Regions from separate parts of the Mus musculus genome. Here region 1 is linked to region 2. A link is a contact called in public HiChIP or PLAC-seq data. All regions are on one chromosome and are shown on one strand. Each heading gives the region's core, a stretch centred on a gene start, on an enhancer-like site or on the middle of the called end of the contact. The rest is flanking DNA. Distances are from core to core; before and after follow the strand shown. Region 1 has its middle 17 kb from the start of Galnt12. Region 2 overlaps Coro2a (coronin, actin binding protein 2A).

Region 1 (3,007 bases), core at 300-2,799, 520 kb before region 2:
TCCTGATCTAAAGCTAACTTGGCCCTTATACATGCTGGCCATCTGGCTGCTACCAGATCAAGTCTCTGAGACAGATAAGCCATTTGTCTTTTCCAGGGTCCTGGAGCTTGCATGAGGACCCCCAGGCAATGCCTCTGGCATCATCCACTTACAAGTGAAATGGTTTAATAATGTATGGGAAGCTCAAGACTGGGGCAGATAACAGGGCCTTTTTCAAGGCTTTGAAGGCCCTTGCTGAGTCTCAGTCCATTCTAAAGGCTGCATACCCCCAGTGCTGGCATAGAGGGGCTTGGCTAACTCAGCAAATCCCATTAACCATAGCCAGCAATTTTCAACCACTCCCAGAAATTCCCACACTTGTCCCCCGCGCCCCCCCCCCCAATGTGGAAACAGGGATTATTTGTAGGACAGCTGAAACATGGTGGTGAGAAAGCATCTGCTTTCCTTCCTCCAAGTGTCACCTAGGCATGTGATCTGAGGGACACTCCATGGATGATACTCTGTACGCCAGGGCTTGGGGGGCTTCCAAAAGGCCTTCTGTGACCTGTTCTCACTCCTCCTCAGGGCAGGGGGTTTTGTGCTTAATTTCGTCTAAACTCCAACAGATCTACTTCTTGGGACCCCATCAGATGATGCTGGCGAGTCCCTGAACCCCTTCTCCTGGTCTATCCCCCCCCCATTTCCTCTTGTGTCTGTTTCACCAAGGGCACCAATGACAGAACAAGTGAATTTCTTTCCCTGTCTGTCTGCTGCTGAATCTCGGCTGTTGTAAACTTTATGAGCAATTTCCAGAAGTTGAGACCTACTCATGCCTTCAGATCCGTCTGATTTCTGGAGCTTTCTTGTCATGTCTGGGGCTGACTGCTTGACAAAGGCAATATTAGTGGCTCACTGTCTTAGGGTGTGGACATCTGGGTTTACGGGAGTAAATATCTGATAATGTCGCATAAAGCCTTTCCAGAAAGCTGGTGGGCAATCCCTTAGGTCCTTGAGTAAGCTGACCTACCTCGGGTGAGCTGATAGGTTTTCTGACTGTCTCTTTTCATCCTCCCAATATTTGATGGAAAAGTGCCCAGTACCCTCATACCTTAAAGTAGTTTCCAACAGGCTGGTAAGGGGCTGTGGCTTCACTAAAGAAAAAAAAGGATTTTGAATCTTCCATTTTTACAAGTTACTGGTAGAGAAGGGGACATGAACTAATAAACCTTGAACAAGGAAGGAATTAATTATTTTTTTGCACACACACACACACACACACACACACAGAGCAGCTCTGTGACATCAAGGGAACTACTTCCCCCTCCCAGGCCCAACCAACCTCAAGTAGGCAGGGGAGGAGAAGAGAGTACAGGTAATTTCCTCCTTCCTGCCACAGGGCTGGAAGAACAGGTAGAGGTTTCAGGTTTCTCTGGGCGTCCTCAGGTCAAAAGGATTTGGGTCCCCCCAAAAAGAGGCCACAGGTCTTAAGCCTGGGTGGCAGTGGTGTAGATCCATTGTGTCAATAGTCTGACAGCCAAAGGGAGGGGCTGGAACTAGCTAATTGTACTCAGTGCAGCCACTTTCCCGAGTGAGTCATCTCCCAGCCCCAGAAAGCCTTCACAGAGGTAGGGAGTGCAGCCCCACACTCTGATGGCAAGAGGAACTGGGCTGGGCAGGCAGTTTGGTCAGAGTGGGGGTATGAGGTGAGGAGTTGGGGGGGGGGTGAGTGGCGCTCTGTTGACCATTAAGTTCTAAAGCTCTAGCTGGTGCCTGAGAATCTTTTCCATTTGAAGGTAGTTTTGCATCTCATCCTGAAGAGACAGTCCCCCGCAGGAATCCCTGCCTCAGGAACCTGAGAGAAGCTGGAGAGATGAAATAGAAACAGCAGAGAAAGACGCTTCTTTCATATTCCCAGACCCAGAATCTAAATGTCTGAAGAGATGGTGGGTGTGAGGTTTGGAAATGGTTTGTTATACAATAGCGAATCGGAACAAATGAGATGTTTTAAGCTACGTTTTCACCGCCAGGAAAAACTTCCTATCTGCTCTGCTCCTGGCACCATGCTAGGGTCTAAGCACATGCTAAGAAGCAAATGTCAGAGTCTCAGAGTGACACAACCTTAGGAAGCACTGGTGTCACCACAGTGTGCCATGGCAGCAGAAGGAGGAGGCTGGTGAACTGAACCTAACTGCAGTTTGTACAGGTGAGGCCTCTTGCTTACAGGGAGATGGAGTGCCTCTCTGTCTGTCTTTTTTCTTTTCTTTTTTTAAAGATTTATTTATTTATTATGTGTAAGTACACTGTAGCTGTCTTCAGACCTACCAGAAGAGGGCATCAGATCTCATTACAGATGGCTATGAGCCACCATGTGGTTGTGGGATTTGAACTCAGGACCTCTGGAAAAGCAGTCAGTGCTCTTAACCGCTGAGCCATCTCTCCAGCCCTCTGTCTTTTTATCTCCCTGCCTTCCTCTCCATCCCTCTTCCCCCCCACTCCTCTCTCTCTCTCTCTCTCTCTCTGTGTGTGTGTGTGTGTGTGAGTGTGTGTGTGTCTGTGTGTGTGTGTGTCTGTGTGTGTGTCTGTGTGTGTGTGAGCAATCCTCCAGCCTCAGCTTCCTGAGTGAGCCACCACATTCATCTTGATGATGATGCTTTGAATACACGACTTTAAGTGGGAGGCAAATACACATCTCAAAGGGACAGGGGAAGGATTCGGGCCTGTGAAGCCTTTTTGCAGTGAACACTGAGACAAGTCTTGCTGAGGACCTGGGTCATTGTGGCTTCAGAACCACACACTAGGCAGATACAGGTCAAGGTGCTTGCTCCTCGGTTTATCCCAGGGGTTACCTGTTGGACACTCTGCCAATGCTGGCTTGAGTTATTTAACTTTGGAGGAGACAGGGAGACAAAGCGCTGAGTATTCCCAGAACGCAGTGATGCAAAGCCAGGAAGAAGGCACTGGGGGGGGGGGGGGCACGACCAATGGTACCTACTTGTAGTCCCAGCACTTGGGAGGCTGAGTGAAGAGG
Region 2 (3,323 bases), core at 96-2,595:
GTTCTGTCCACCAAACGAGTTTCATTGTTCACTCATTAAGGAATTAATTAGGGCAGGGGATGTGGCTGGCTAGGAGAGTCCACAAGGCCATGGGTTTGATTCCCAGGGTTGGAAAAAGAATGAACTGGTTGGTTCCTGGTTTTTCCTACTCGGATTCTTTCTACCTTGCGTGAACCTACTGATGAGAATCCTGGCGTGTTCAGACAATGGATATCAAGTTCATGTGATGAGGGATGACATGGGTTAGGGAACAAGCCTGCTTCACACAGGACGGTCCAGGAAGGCCTTCTTGGGAAGATACCCCTAGACAATGGCTTCAACTCTAAAGAAAGTGTCCAGGCGAAGCAGAACCAGAAGCTAAGACCTGGGCATGAGGGGTGTTCACGTCTCCCGAGCAGGAGCATGGCAGAGCCGTGCTGAGACTGTGGGGAAGGTGATTGGAGCCTCAGAAAGTCTGGGAAGCCACCGGAGCTGAAACTCAGCCTGGTCCTAGATAAGATTTATGAATCCTTTGCGTTCTTTTTCTTCTTTAATTAAAACGACCTCCTAGCCCACGCTGACCTGCCCTCTGAGCCCGCTGTCTCCACCCTCCTATGTGCTGGAACTATAGGAGTGTAGCGTCACACCTATCGGCCTTTGGGCTGTTTGCAATCTCACACATAGCTCAAGGACAAGTCTCAGACGTCCATGAACGCAGGCACAACTGCTAGTGCCACCTGTGAGCCTAGTCACACCTTTGTGGGACCATAAAGATAAGGTTCAGGGGCAGCTAGGGCATCTGCAGTCCCAGCCTACCCCAGAGCTGCCAGCACTTCTGACACCCATCTAGAGTATTTCAGGCTAACTACACACACTCCTTTTTAAATTCTTCAATTTTTATTTACATTGATGTACTGACTCCGTGTATGTTTGTGTGAGGGTGACAGATACCCTGGAACTGGGGTTACAGACAGTTGTGAACTGCTTGGGTCCTCAGGAAGAACAGCTCAGATGGCTGAGCCATCTCTCCAGTGCCCAGAACTTTGGCGTGTGTGTGTGTCTGTGTGTGTGTGTGTGCACCGAATTCTGCCTCAGCACGTGTGTGAAGGAAGTGGGTCTCTCATCCCTTATGATCCTGGAAGCAAGCACTCATTTGCACTTGTCACTTTTGATACTTGCAGATTCATAAGCGTGTGCATGAGATAATACAGTGGGATCCTGGGTGCCTTTTTACTGATTACCCACTGCCGATAGCACTGCAGTTCAGTGTCACAAGCTTGATAAGGATGTCCAGGTCACTATTGGGCATACGTGCCACCCACAGACCTCTCCCTGCCCCTCCCGACACAGTCATTCCTCGACACCCCACTTCCTCCTTGACCCCTGACTAGCATCGATCTCTTCCTCATTTCATCGCTGTTATCATTTTAAGGCTGTGTAAAGAGGATCAATTCTGCAGCCTTCTGCGTTTGAAGCCTTTAGCGCCTATCCATCCGGGGGGGGGGGGGGGGGGCTGTGAGCTGCATCTGAATGTGCTTGTCTTTACTCAGGAGTGTGGTTCTCTGGACACGCATCCAGGGTGCTGCTGGGTCAGCAGAGGCACGGAGGGAGGCACAGCCCACTTAGAAGCAGCCTCAGGACTTCCCTTCCCCCTCCCAGAGACCTCTTCTCAGAGATGGCTGACCTTCCTCTCCCGCAGAGTGAAGAAGCAGAGTTAGGGAGCTTGTAAGCTATGTAGGCTGGATGCTTACCAGAAGACAGGACAGGCCTGACAATGGGTGCATGCTTTTCAGAGAAAGTTACCTACCCTCGCCTCTCTTCACAGCAGCCGGGTATATGATCTTGGGCCATTACAGCCCTCAAAGGATGTAATTTGCAAGATTTAAAGTTGAAGCGAAGCTTAAATTTGTAGCTGAAAGCTAAGTAAGATGTAGGAGCTGGGTAATTTATTTTTCTTAAAGAATTTTCTCTTGGAAATGAAATTCTCATGTATACTGTTTAAAAATGAAAGAACACTGATACATTAAACTCAAGGCCACACACATTCTGGCCCTAAATACACAGAGTTCACTGGTTGTTCCTGTCTTGTTTTGTTCTGCTTTGTTTTCCCAGGTGTTGAGACAGGGTCCCTGTGTAGACCTGACTGTCCTGGAACTCATATGTAGACCAGGCAGGCTCACAAAGATCCTGTCTCTGCCTGCCGAGGGCTAGGGTTAAAGATGTGCACCATGCCCAGCTTGTTGCTTTTTTAGTTTGGTTTGATTTGGTTTGGTTCGGCTTGGTTTGGTTCAGTTTGGTTTGGTTTGGTTCGGTTTGGTTTGGTTTGGTTCGGTTCGGTTTGGTTTGGTTTGGTTTGGTTTGGTTTGGTTTGGTTTGGCTTGGCTTGGCTTGGCTTGAACCCTAGATAACCTGGAACTCCCTGTGTAGACCAGAATGGCCTCCTGCTTCTGTCTCCCAAGTGCAGAGACTATAGGTGTGAACATACTACCACACCCCTCCCTCTCTCTCTTTTTCTTTCTTCCTTTCTTTCCATTTGTTACTTTAACATCCTTATTTGAGATGCTTTCCAGAAAACTCGAATTATCTCTGTAGGCAATTTGGCTTCATACTTTTTTTTTCTTTTGACATTTCTTGACTCTTGGCTGACTAGATCATGAAGGGGTTTCACTATTTTCTCATGTGCCCTTAATTTCCTGTGTTTTTCTCTATTGCCTCGGTTGCTGTCTTAAATGGGTATTTAGCCGTTCACCCACTAAATGCTACCTAGTAGGAGGTAGGGATGAAGCTGGTGGAGAGTTCTTTCCTATCATACAGGAGGCATTGGGCCAAAACCCTACACACACACACAGACACACACACACACACACACACACACACACACACACACACCTCTTGGCAGTCTAAAAGTAATGTCCACCCCTGTAATCCCAGCACTTGGGAAGCTGAACCAGAAAGAGAAGCCCTAACCCAGGTGACACAGGGAGACCATGTCCCACAACCAAGCAAGCAAGCCGAGCGTCTGACTGATTCCAGTCCAGGACTGTTCTGAGTGAAGCTGTCTCTCTGTAGTCACTTCCTGGGTGAGTGCTGAAGACAGCTGCTGGATCAGGAGGTAGCTGTGAACGTAAAGTTCTCAGAAACTGCAGGGTAGGTGTGGTGGCACACCCCTGGAATCCCAGCAGTCCAGAGGCTGAGGCAGGAGGATTGCTCAGAGTTTAAGGTCAGCCTGGGTTGCATATTAAGACCTTATCTTTAAAACAAAACAAATTAGACTTTTCGCAGCTCTTTCTTTTTGGTGGGTGGGTGATATGATTATACCCTGCCAAACTAAAGTAGAACTCACC

What was found. HiChIP or PLAC-seq counts read pairs in DNA pulled down with a chosen protein or histone mark.
Region 1: a contact with region 2 is called in an HNF4G HiChIP or PLAC-seq map of pancreatic cancer cells. The contact joins two enhancer-like sites.

Annotation. Positions count from the first base shown.
Region 1 is chr4:47,073,698-47,076,704 of GRCm38.p6, reverse strand. No RefSeq gene overlaps it. Among named protein-coding and RNA genes, the nearest start is that of Galnt12, 17 kb to the left of the region's middle. Within about 2 kb of position 1,549, at least 23 of the 459 cell types and tissues checked have an H3K27ac peak or open chromatin away from gene starts, as enhancers often do. A contact at or near this core is called in pancreatic cancer cells, where this site is marked.
Region 2 is chr4:46,556,848-46,560,170 of GRCm38.p6, reverse strand. The region is part of intron 2 of Coro2a (coronin, actin binding protein 2A); the gene reads left to right. Among named protein-coding and RNA genes, the nearest start is that of Trim14, 22 kb to the right of the region's middle. Within about 2 kb of position 1,345, at least 37 of the 459 cell types and tissues checked have an H3K27ac peak or open chromatin away from gene starts, as enhancers often do. A contact at or near this core is called in pancreatic cancer cells, where this site is marked.